Linked DNA regions of Mus musculus: regions 2 and 3 are each linked to region 1. The links are chromatin contacts, called in public Hi-C and promoter capture Hi-C maps. All regions are on one chromosome and are shown on one strand. Each heading gives the region's core, a stretch centred on a gene start, on an enhancer-like site or on the middle of the called end of the contact. The rest is flanking DNA. Distances are from core to core; before and after follow the strand shown.

Region 1 (3,264 bases), core at 362-2,861:
TCCCACCATCAAGTCTCCGAGGAGCTAGCTGGTCAGGTCCTTACAGGATGATGTATGAGCCAATGGGTGCTGGGCTGTGAGTGTTCTGTGAGCTCTGGTGTGCTGACTCTCTTTCTGAACCCATCACCGGCCTTGCCGTCAGAATTCAGCCTGAGACCCTTTGGGTAGAAGTGTGCCAGTGTCCGCTCAGGTGAGAGTACCCACCCAGGACACTCTCTTTTCTTGTTGCATCAATTAACTTATTGTTTTAATTACATTTATTTAGTTGTGTGTGGGTTTGGGGTGTGTATGTGCCGTAGTGTGTGTGTAGATGTCTGAGGGTAAATTTTGGAGTTGGATTTCTTTACCACGTGACTTCCAGGGATCAAGCTCAGGTCATCAGACTCGGAGGCAACTGTCTTCACCCACTGAGCCATCTCCTCCACCCCAACTGACTTTAATATTCTGTTTGCATCACGGTCTGTCCTATGTGGGCAGATGTGTATGTCTATGTGTACAAAGATGCTAACAGGCTATTTAGCCACCTGACACCATCTGTGCGGTTGGTTACTCCTCTCAGGGGATCTGATATATTGTTTACCTAGGACCATGTCAACCCCCTGCAGCATGGCTTTGAGGGTCTGAGAGCTGGGTTAATGAACTCTCTGAGTCAGCAGGTCCATCTGGGGTACAGTGAGTCCCCAGTGGTCGGGGACTGTCTGGCTGGGGTGGCTGGATGATGACAGTGTAGGGATGTGGGCTGGCAAGTAGGTGGGCTTTTAGTAATGGGACATGGTGAGGGGGACAGGGATACAGGACCAGTTGTGTTGTTCCTATTTTCCAGGTAAGTTCTGTGAAGATAGAAATGGAACTTCTGCAGTTTATAGAGTGGGTACTGGGGTTATCTCCAAATTGAAGCCCCTCTTCTAAGCTCAGACTCAATTGCTCCCATACCTAGCCACTAACACAGTGGAGCCCCTCACCCTGTCCCTTCCACGTTGGTGTGCAGGCTGCAAGCCTAGGACTCCAGAGGGGTGCTGGCTTTCTGAGCCACTTCGCCTGTCTGGAGATCTGCACTTGCACGCTCATATTCACACTGAGCATGTGCGCAGGTAGAATGTGCTCCTGGTGGGGGGTGGGAGGAGGGGGTGCAGCTGCACGCCGGGCAGCAGGCAGCGGGCAGCGTCCTATTTAAAAGTGCTCTCAAGACCTGCTCTCCAGGGGTCACGGAGGGGGCAGCCACTTCACTGACCTTGATCACTGTGTCCAACCCCAGCTGAGACTGCTCCGTGGTGTCTCCATCATCAGGATTGCTGGAAGTGGAGCTCATCTTGGGCAGAAGCACAGGACCTCAAATAGTTTGTACCTGGGCTCCTCAGCACGTCTCTTCTTTGAGCCTCAACCACCCAGTACCTTCCTGTGTGCAGTACCTGGAGCCACTGTGCTGGTTTGGCCCGTTGAATTCACTTGCTCCTGAGCACCCAGATGCCCCACCTTGATTGTGGAGACCACACGCCAAACAAGCCCATGAGTGTTGCTGTGGCAACCAGGACGCTGAGTGCCCAGGTTTCCCTGGAAATAGGAGTAAGGGCTTGCTGTGAGAGCTAAGGAACACTGTTGCCTGAAGCGGTTTCCCCGGAGACCTGGAGTGAAGCTGACCGGAGGGAGGGACCAGCGTCTTCCTAGAGCCCCCGTTTACTGTTTAGGGAGACTTGTTTGCTTGCTGATCACACCCAGGGGTGCAGACCACAAGCCCATTCAGGGTCACTAACTGACTTAGTTCATGTGCCAAAGAACTTTGTGATCGGTAGTGAGATGTGTGTCACAGATGTCTAAGGATTAGGGAGGGACAGAGCTTCCCCAGGAACAAAGGTCTTCCTTTGTAGCAAAGGTTTCCTCTTGGAGCCTGGCAGGTTACCTGCTCTGCAGTGCCCTACTTAGACACATAGAGAATGCATCCTTCCCCAGTTACCCTGTTGGTACTAATCTGGTACTAAACTTACCAATACAGACGCTCAACCTACTTCTGAGACCTTCTGAACTCTGCTGCCATTTCTGCGCAGTCACTCTGTAATCCATGCATATGCATACAGATAGAGAGATAGATTCGCTGTGTGCTATGTGATGTCAGCGTTAACATTAGTAATTAAAGTTAGAACAAGAGAATCTGCCTTTACCTTAGGCCAGGCTACCCAAGCAGGTGGGACTATATGTAAAACGTGTTATTGAAACTGCTAAATCTTATATGTTCATTGTTAGTCAATAAATTTTGACACAGAAAACACAAGCACATTCCATCTATTTTTCTGGGCACAGTGTGCTCATGACAGAGAGGTTCCAGGAAGAGGGGGGCTGGTTCTCAGGAGGGGCCACCCTGTTTCTTACTCAGGCATCCCTCCTGACCCCTATATCCATTTCTAGGTCATAGGATGGACTCTGCCAGTGGACAGATGCTTTGTTCTGTCCTCCTCTCTTGTCCGAAAGCCCTTGATGTTGTTCACCGATCCACCCCTCCTGGCCATGTGCAGGAGCTTGAGACCCCCATCCTTGCACTCTGGATACTGGTTGGTTGGGGCCCTTATGTGGTCCGTGAGTGTAGCTTCTGGTCCAGGGCTATTGATGACAAGGAGAATTTTCAGTGCAAGTCCAGAGTATATTCTTCAACGAATCCTGTTAGATTGTGTACAGTGTGTCTCAGCAGGGCCTTGGCTAGGCCTGACCCTTCTCCTAACTAACAGGACTGTTGGACCCAGAACCCTGGACCTCCTGTCCTGCTACAGTTGCAAGGGCATGCTCTGTCCCCACTGTCCATTCTCCCAGCATGTGACCGATTTTGCCCCATCTGTGCCCACCTGTCTGGCAGACTGTTCAATACTTCTGTACTTGGAGGGAGACTCCTTTTCAGAGAGGCTCCTGCCGTCATTTCTTCCTCCATACCTGAAAACTCACCAGAAACAGCCCCAGGACACGACAAACCCTGGATTCCCAATTCCCTGGAGAATGGTTCATAACAGTTGTGGTACTGAACTCGTACACCATTATGATTGGCCTCAGGCATGGACACATTGGCAATAGTGGGAAGTCAGCCTTGGTCCAGTGTCTGGGTTGTGATGATTCAGAACAAGTACAGTGCACAGGGCCCACTTCCTGCTAGAGCCTACAGGGCGTGCACTTCTGACCGCAAAGGGGCTGCAACCCAGACCAGACCAGCCTTGGCTGCCCTCAGGAGTCACTCTTCATGAGCAATGGCTGCCGCCGCTGGACCTGTGAGTTCAGCCCGTGAGC
Region 2 (3,125 bases), core at 482-2,981, 160 kb before region 1:
GACTGGCAAAAGCAACTTAAGAAAGAAAGGGCCAGGAAGTGGTGGCACGCACCTTTAATCCCAGCACTCGGGAGGCAGAGGCAGGCGGATTTCTGAGTTCCAGGTCAGCCTGGTCTACAGAGTGAGTTCCAGGACAGCCAGGACTACACAGAGAAACCCTGTCTCGGAAGGAAGAAAAAGAAAGAGAGAGAGAGAGAGAGAGAGAGAGAGAGAGAGAGAGAGAGAGAGAGAGAGAAAGAAAGAGAGGGAGAAAGAAAGAGAGGGAGAAAGAAAGAGAGAGAGAAAGAAAGAAAGGAAGGAAAGGTTTCTTTTGGCTTACAGCTGAAGGTACAGTCTAAGGCGACAGGAGTGTGATGCGGCTGCTCAGTTGCAGCACATCACCCTTGGGAAGCAGAGAGTGATGACTGAATGCTGCATGCTCAGCTCCCCTCGCCACTTGTACAGTCTAGGACCCCAGCCACAGTGGGTGGGTCTCCCCACCTAAGCCAGTGCAGTCAAGATCACTCCCTACAGGCATGCCCAGAGGCCTGTCCTGAAGCTGGTTCTAGACTCTGTCGTGATGACCCTAATCACCACAGCCACTCTCATAGATGGATTCTGCTTTCACTGAGACCAGGAGGTGCGGGAGAGGCACCTCTTCTTTCCCTTCCAGATTTGGAGCTAAGGAGAGGAGTGCATGCAGCCTATGGATGCCAGAAGGCTGCAGCTTGGCACAGATGCCTACTAGGGATGAGGCTGGGACCAGTCCCCTTATTGGTTTGTACCTTGGTCATTATTATGCATTTGTTCTGGGCCCAGAGTCCTCCCAGCCTGTTGCTGCAATTGCCAAGGTTCCAAATTCTTGGGGCAGGGTGGGCTGGAACAGCATAGATGGGGGATATTTCTAGCTCGGTTATGTGAGTGAGGCTGGGATCTAAAACATCGGAATTGTGCCTACACAGTACTGCTGTAATGATGAGTGGGACTGTCCTGTCTTTCAGAGTCTCAAGATTCAAAGGTCTGTTGGGAGAGCCAGAGACGGCACCACCTTCCCTCTCAGTTTGAAGCTGAAATCCAAGCCCAGTGGAAGGGCTGTAGCTGACAGTGAGGCGGCCTCTGAACCAGGTTACCAGGCTTCTGTGTGGGTGTTCTGCACCATCAGTGGCCTCATCACTCTGCTGCCAGATGGCACAATTTATGGAGTCAACCACAGCTTTGCACTAATGCTGTTTGGTTATGGAAAGACAGAGCTCCTGGGCAAGGTAGGCTTGCCTCCTTTCCTAGCTCCTCAGTATCTGATGAAACCATTCTGCATTCGTCAGAGTATTTGAACCTGATGGGCTGTAAAGCTAACAACAGGCCATACCATCCTATTCATAACCAACCATCTCATTTCCCTGGGCCACACATCAGTGGCTACTTTTGGACTGACTGTCTCCTGGGTCATTCCAGAGGAGCAAGATTGTCCTCTGCTTAGCATCTCTGTTTCTATCCAGCTGGCTCTGGTCTGGCCCATTGACCCAGGTTTTGGTGACACTGTAGATACTGTTTGTTCGCACATCCTGAGCACGGTTGGTTAGTAGGCAGTGGGGAGAAGGGGTCTTCTCTTCTTGGGCTGGGGGTTGGGTAGATGTTTTACTCACCAGGCTTCAGGCCTTAACTTTCCCTTTATCCTCAGGCAGACCTGTAGGGTGCAGTCCCATCATGGTTCTGTACAAGCCTTCGTAGACAATGTTTAACACACTCCAAGTCATACTTTAGCTATGAGTCAGCCTACTGGATCAGGCTTAGAAGAGAACGGCCATTTTGCTTCATGTGGTGCCAGCTAGGGTGACCCACTTGCTGAGTAACTCTGAGGCCTTGATAGCTCCTGTTTCTGGCTTAGATGCTGTTTGGGCATTCATGTCCTGCTTTTTAAGGGTCACCTCAGCTTCAGAAGTCATGCCTCAACTGCTCCCACGGCCTCTTTTTGTGTGGGGAATGGACCCTAGTGGTGTTCTGAGCCTTCTGGGAGGGTACATAGCTCCTATGTGCTGACGAGGGATTGTGGAGCAGCCTTGGGAAGCCACCTACTGCCAGCTTTTGGCATTGGCATATCCCTCCCCAGCTTTTGACAGCATTGAGTGCCCACCAGACTCACCGGATGGTTCCTGGATGCAGGTGCCTGTGACCCTTTACTGGGCACCTTGATCACTTGGGATCTAACTCCAAGGCAGGAGCCTCTATCTTTTCTTGTTTCTGCTAGGTAATCCTGGACTGTGTGTGACTGTGTGTGTTAAAGTATCTCATATGAGGCTCTAAAAAGGTTATTCTGTTTTTTAGTAAGACCCAAACGAGTAACTAACCTCAAATTCACTTCCAATTGAGTTATTCTTGATTAAAAAGCAGCTAGCATCTGGCTTTCTGTAGGAGTATTATAGGCTTTGAGACCTCTCAGAGAACCTCATAGCTATAAATCCTTCGCCCTCATTGAGGTTAGAGTTACTTGGATTCTTGTGGCACAGACAGTTGTTCAGGCTTGGGGGCTGCATACAGGCTTGGAAGCAGCATCTGTGTGAGCAGCTCTTGGTCTGGTAATATGGCCTTGATGGGTGCCCATCAGTGTTCTTGGACCAAGAGCTCTAAAGTTGTTAGCTTGGCAAATACAGGGTCCCTGCTCTAGGCAAATGTGAAGTCAAAGGCCAGGTATCTACTTGGAAGACATATAGGTATTTGCATAACCTGCCTTACAGTGCATTGTTTGTCTTTTTTATTAGACAATAAAAACATTCTGAATTATGTGTGAGGTGCCAGGGAACCAAAAGTGTGTGATCCAGGATCTTTCCCATTCTGAGAACTGAACTGTTCATTCACATTGCTGCTATTCTCATTTTCCAAGGAGGATGAGTTCAGTGGGTCACAGTGGATCCTCCTAGGTTCTGAAATGTCACTATTTTATTCCCTAGAATATCACTTTCCTGATTCCTGGTTTCTACCACTACATGGACCTCACATATGATAGTTCGGTACAGCTGCCAGATCTGGTCAATTGCCTCGACATTGGCAGAAAGAGTGGGCCTGGGGAGATGAACTCTGATGCCCAACACAACTGGGAACTGGCCAGTGGGGCCCAGGGTAAGGCTCAGCCTCCTCCATCACAGTGTTTA
Region 3 (3,602 bases), core at 693-3,192, 210 kb before region 1:
CTGTGAGCTGCAGATTTCCATTCACACTCATGATCATCTAGTCATTCCTCCTGTCCTTCCTAACACCTGATCCTGAATCCCCTCATTCCCCTCCCCATGCCCTCTCCCACCCAGTTCCCGCCCCTTATGACTATTTTATTCCCCCTGCTAAGTGAGATTCCAGCAGCCTCACTGTGCCTTCCCTCCTATTTAGATTCTTTGGGTCTGTGGAGTGTAACATGGGTATCCTGTATTTCATGACTAATATCACAGTGGTTCTGGCAGAGAGGGACCAAACCCTGGACCTTGTCCTGACTTTATCTTTTCTCCCTTCCCCTGATCCTGCCTCCTCCAAGTTTGAGGGAGGTGAATGGTGACTTGTGTGTCAAGGAGACATCTGTCCCCTTGTCATCCAGGGATGGGGGTGCACCTGGATGCTGCACCCACTTTTCAAGGGCTCTAGGACAGGGCAAGAGTATAGCTAAGTCCTGACTGGGATGGGAGGCCTCCCAAATCACACAGCACACAGAAGCCTTATGATCAAAGCCCAGGGAGGAGGAAGAAGGGTGGGTTCAGCATGCTGAACACTGCCCCTGGGGTTGAGGGTACCTCTGAGGCTTGGGCTGTGCTCCCATAGGAGCATCCATTCCCTGCTTCAGGGGAGGCCATGTCGATCAGCACCACGCTGTCTTCTTCTCGCGCTTGCCCCCGCAGCATGTCACTCCTGCGCCACACCAAGGCCAGGGAGTCAGAGGATGGAGTGGTTAGAGAGGACACCAATGAGAGCCAGTCCTGACACTGTGGCAGAGCCTGCAGCAAGCCTATTTTACAGGTGAGGAGGCTGGCTCATAGACTAACAGGGGCACTGCTAGGGCTGGACAGTACTATCCTAATGTGGGCATGTGAGGATCCTGACATCCTGGCTCAGTAGCTCCAGGAAAAGAGCCAGCCACTGAATGATAGCTGGTATTTAAGAGCCTAGCATCCATCCATCCATCTGTCCATCCGTCTGTCCGTCCATCCATCCACCCACCCACCAAGTGTGGGGCTCCCTTTCATTCTGGGTAAGGCTTACTATAAGGCTGCCACACAGACCCCCCCAGCCCCTTCTTATAGAGGAGGGTCATTTGGGCCATTTGGGCCATGGAGGATAGACAGTGCCCTATAAAGCCATCTGCCTTTTTTGCAATTCTGGAGGAACTACTGCTAGGACCCCAGGCTCTCCCTGCAAGGAAGAGCACAGTCACTTATGGAGTTTTATGGGCTTTCCATGCCAGCCTGTGACCTGTGGTCCTGGAAGGAGGTGGCTGGGAGCAGGGCTGTTGTTCCGGTGGGTGGGAAGGGAATGACATCGCTCTCATTCTACTTCCCCATTTTAGATAAATGGAGGCCTGGAATGGTAGACATAAGCCCAAACCTGCTAGGACTCGGTACTACAATGTGAGGACCCCAGGAGCCAATGAGAACCAAAGGATGCCCTTGGACAAAGGCTCTGGGGCATATGTCATCTGATGGGTGGGACAGGGAAGACAAAGGAGTACCAACCAGAGACTTCAGACGCGGTCTGTTATGAGCAGGTGGAATGCTGTGTCCTTAGGGTAGGGTGCCCTATTCAAAGCCACACTGAACACTGTCCCTGCCTCTCTAGAGCTTAGAGAAGACACTGTGCCAGGTAGGCTTCTGGGGCCCAAGAGTAAGCCCCAGCCCCGCTGCTCGGCGTTCAGAGCCAGGAGCCCCAGTGGCTCATATTTTCTGCAGTCCCTCCTGTCCTCCCCATGGCCCAAGCATCCAGGAGGAGGACACCACCCTACCTGGCACAGTGGCTTCCAGAGGAGACCTCAGAGTTCACAGCCAGCCCATCAACACAAGCCTGGTTCCAGCAGGAGCAAAATCAGGGCCAGCCACCCCAGTCTCCTGGGCTCTGCCTGAGCTGTGGCAGCCGCTCACCTGCCCTTGCCTCACTGCACAGGGTAAGGGGGCTGGAAGCAGACAAGAGAGGTACTAAGTGCAGTCAGCCACCAGGGTGAGGTCTCTGATTGTGTCTCTGGACAGGATCTGCCTGTTTGAAAAGAGGGTGTGGGACTCTGAGCCAGCAAACAGCCAGCCCACTTTTCCTTCACACACCCTACATGCAAATTCGAGGTGCCTCAGGTACCCTATTTGTTTAGAGATTCCGTGGCAGCAGGCCGGGCTTCCATAAGGGAAGTCCAGGGAGATGGTGGTTATAGGGCCAGCCATAGGTATCCCCTGTCAGGTGGCCCTGTTTATGTGGGGGTGAAGCTTCATGGGGGAGAGGGCTTTACCATTTCTGGTAGTGTGAGCTTGGACGTTCTTGGGAACACACTGTCAGAAACACAGACGAACAGTTGTGTTTTCTCACAGTATCACATTTTATTGACAAATTCACGAGGTACAGCATTTTCAATGGCAGCAATTTGCCAGATACTCCTGCAGTCCTTGCTGAGGCAAACACAGGTTACTGTATTCTAATCTTAATTACTCTCATGATACACTACATATCACACAGTAAATTTCTCTATATATGTATATGTGTAGATTATAGAATGGTTGTAAGGGGTTAAAGATGCAAGGAGTTTCAGAGTTTCCAACAGGCCTGAGAAGCCAAAGCTGGGAAACTCAGGGCCACGAGTCTCTGACAATGAGGTAAACAGGACCGGAGCACTTGGGGAAACTGTGGCTGAGTCAGGACCCCTGACTGCAGGTTTGAGAGTGAGGCGGTAGAGCTGAGTCCGGCTGTTTGAGGAGGCAAAAGGGCAAGTCGGGGTCCAGACAAAGGAAGGGGCTGAGTGACAACGGAGATGGGAGGAGGGCAGATGGCATCTGCAACGGTGACAGCTGTGTCAGCAGTGCACCCAGACGACCGGAAGCCTCTGGAAGAGTCACTTCTTTGCCTGTTAGTCAGTCCTTGATGCATGCAGGGCAGTGAGGAGACAGGTCAGTGGGGACTCTCACCAGCCAACTGCTAATGTCTACTCCTCTATGGACTCCTCACATGTAGGAGCTCCATAGTTTCCTTGGCCTGCTGTGCCCAGGAAGTTCTTAGGCTTGACTTTCCTGATATGATATTAATATGCTCATATCCCCCACAGTCCCAACCCACTATGATAAATTACAGAGTAGTACCCTCCCTATTCCCAGGATGACCATTCAGTAGTCTTGCCACGTGGACGGTGTGGAACAGGTGGTGTACCTTCCATCCTCAAGAGAGTACAAAGCTGCTTGTAAATGCAATGTCTCAGGGGTGGTCACTGTTTTACACAATATGGAGGCACTTAGGGCAAGGTACAGGCCTAACCTCAACAGGCATGTGCACCTTCTCAGGGCCTAGCTCTTCCGCTCCTTGGTTCTGGCCAGTCAGTGAGCCACTCCCCTGTCTCCTTCTTTCCCCTCTGCTCCCTTCTAAGATATCTCCGAGAACCTCAGGCTCAGGTCTCCAAGCCCTCTCAGCAGCTTTAGGCCTTGGCACCTCCCAGGCACCCTCCATTCTGGGTCTTGTGAGATGAACAGCAGGTCAACCCCTGGTGGGCAACAGATGCTGGTGGGCAACAGGCCCTGGATACTCCAGGGAGACCAGACTACCCAGACCCAGAGATGGACTCTGG

Evidence for each region. Promoter capture Hi-C pulls out the DNA fragments that hold promoters and counts their contacts. Hi-C and Micro-C count contacts between places; a contact is called where the count stands out from the background.
Region 2: a contact with region 1 is called in a Hi-C map of embryonic fibroblasts, with 2.0 times the contacts expected there. The contact joins the enhancer-like site here to the promoter of Crocc2 in region 1. A contact is called at or near these places in 11 of 39 promoter capture datasets (the C10 cell line, the SN4741 cell line, Sertoli cells and 7 more), 4 of 15 datasets of contacts at CTCF or cohesin (the NIH/3T3 cell line, large pre-B cells, pro-B cells and 1 more), 11 of 484 Hi-C or Micro-C datasets (the C10 cell line, the N1E-115 cell line, embryonic fibroblasts and 6 more), 8 of 115 datasets of contacts at active chromatin or transcription factors (the NIH/3T3 cell line, craniofacial prominence, embryonic hindbrain and 5 more) and 4 of 9 other capture datasets (adipose tissue, embryonic stem cells, liver and 1 more).
Region 3: a contact with region 1 is called in a promoter capture Hi-C map of hippocampal neurons, with 4 times the contacts expected there. The contact joins the promoter of Ano7 here to the promoter of Crocc2 in region 1. A contact is called at or near these places in 15 of 39 promoter capture datasets (the C10 cell line, cranial neural crest, embryonic stem cells and 7 more), 4 of 15 datasets of contacts at CTCF or cohesin (the NIH/3T3 cell line, embryonic stem cells, large pre-B cells and 1 more), 11 of 484 Hi-C or Micro-C datasets (the G1E-ER4 cell line, cortical neurons, embryonic stem cells and 4 more), 3 of 115 datasets of contacts at active chromatin or transcription factors (embryonic stem cells, pancreatic cancer cells and stem cell-derived neural progenitor cells) and 4 of 9 other capture datasets (adipose tissue, embryonic stem cells, liver and 1 more).

Annotation. Positions count from the first base shown.
Region 1 is chr1:93,166,770-93,170,033 of GRCm38.p6, reverse strand. It overlaps Crocc2 (ciliary rootlet coiled-coil, rootletin family member 2), which reads right to left and starts at 1,611. Exons shown (of 32, transcript NM_001310428.1): 1 at 1,232-1,611. The coding sequence starts at 1,309.
Region 2 is chr1:93,325,332-93,328,456 of GRCm38.p6, reverse strand. It overlaps Pask (PAS domain containing serine/threonine kinase), which reads left to right. Exons shown (of 18, transcript NM_080850.2): 7 at 981-1,241; 8 at 2,925-3,093. Among named protein-coding and RNA genes, the nearest start is that of Pask, 16 kb to the left of the region's middle. Within about 2 kb of position 1,731, at least 25 of the 459 cell types and tissues checked have an H3K27ac peak or open chromatin away from gene starts, as enhancers often do. A contact at or near this core is called in the NIH/3T3 cell line, the SN4741 cell line and embryonic fibroblasts, where this site is marked.
Region 3 is chr1:93,372,236-93,375,837 of GRCm38.p6, reverse strand. It overlaps Ano7 (anoctamin 7), which reads right to left and starts at 1,942. Exons shown (of 24, transcript NM_207031.2): 1 at 1,791-1,942; 2 at 589-703. The coding sequence starts at 696.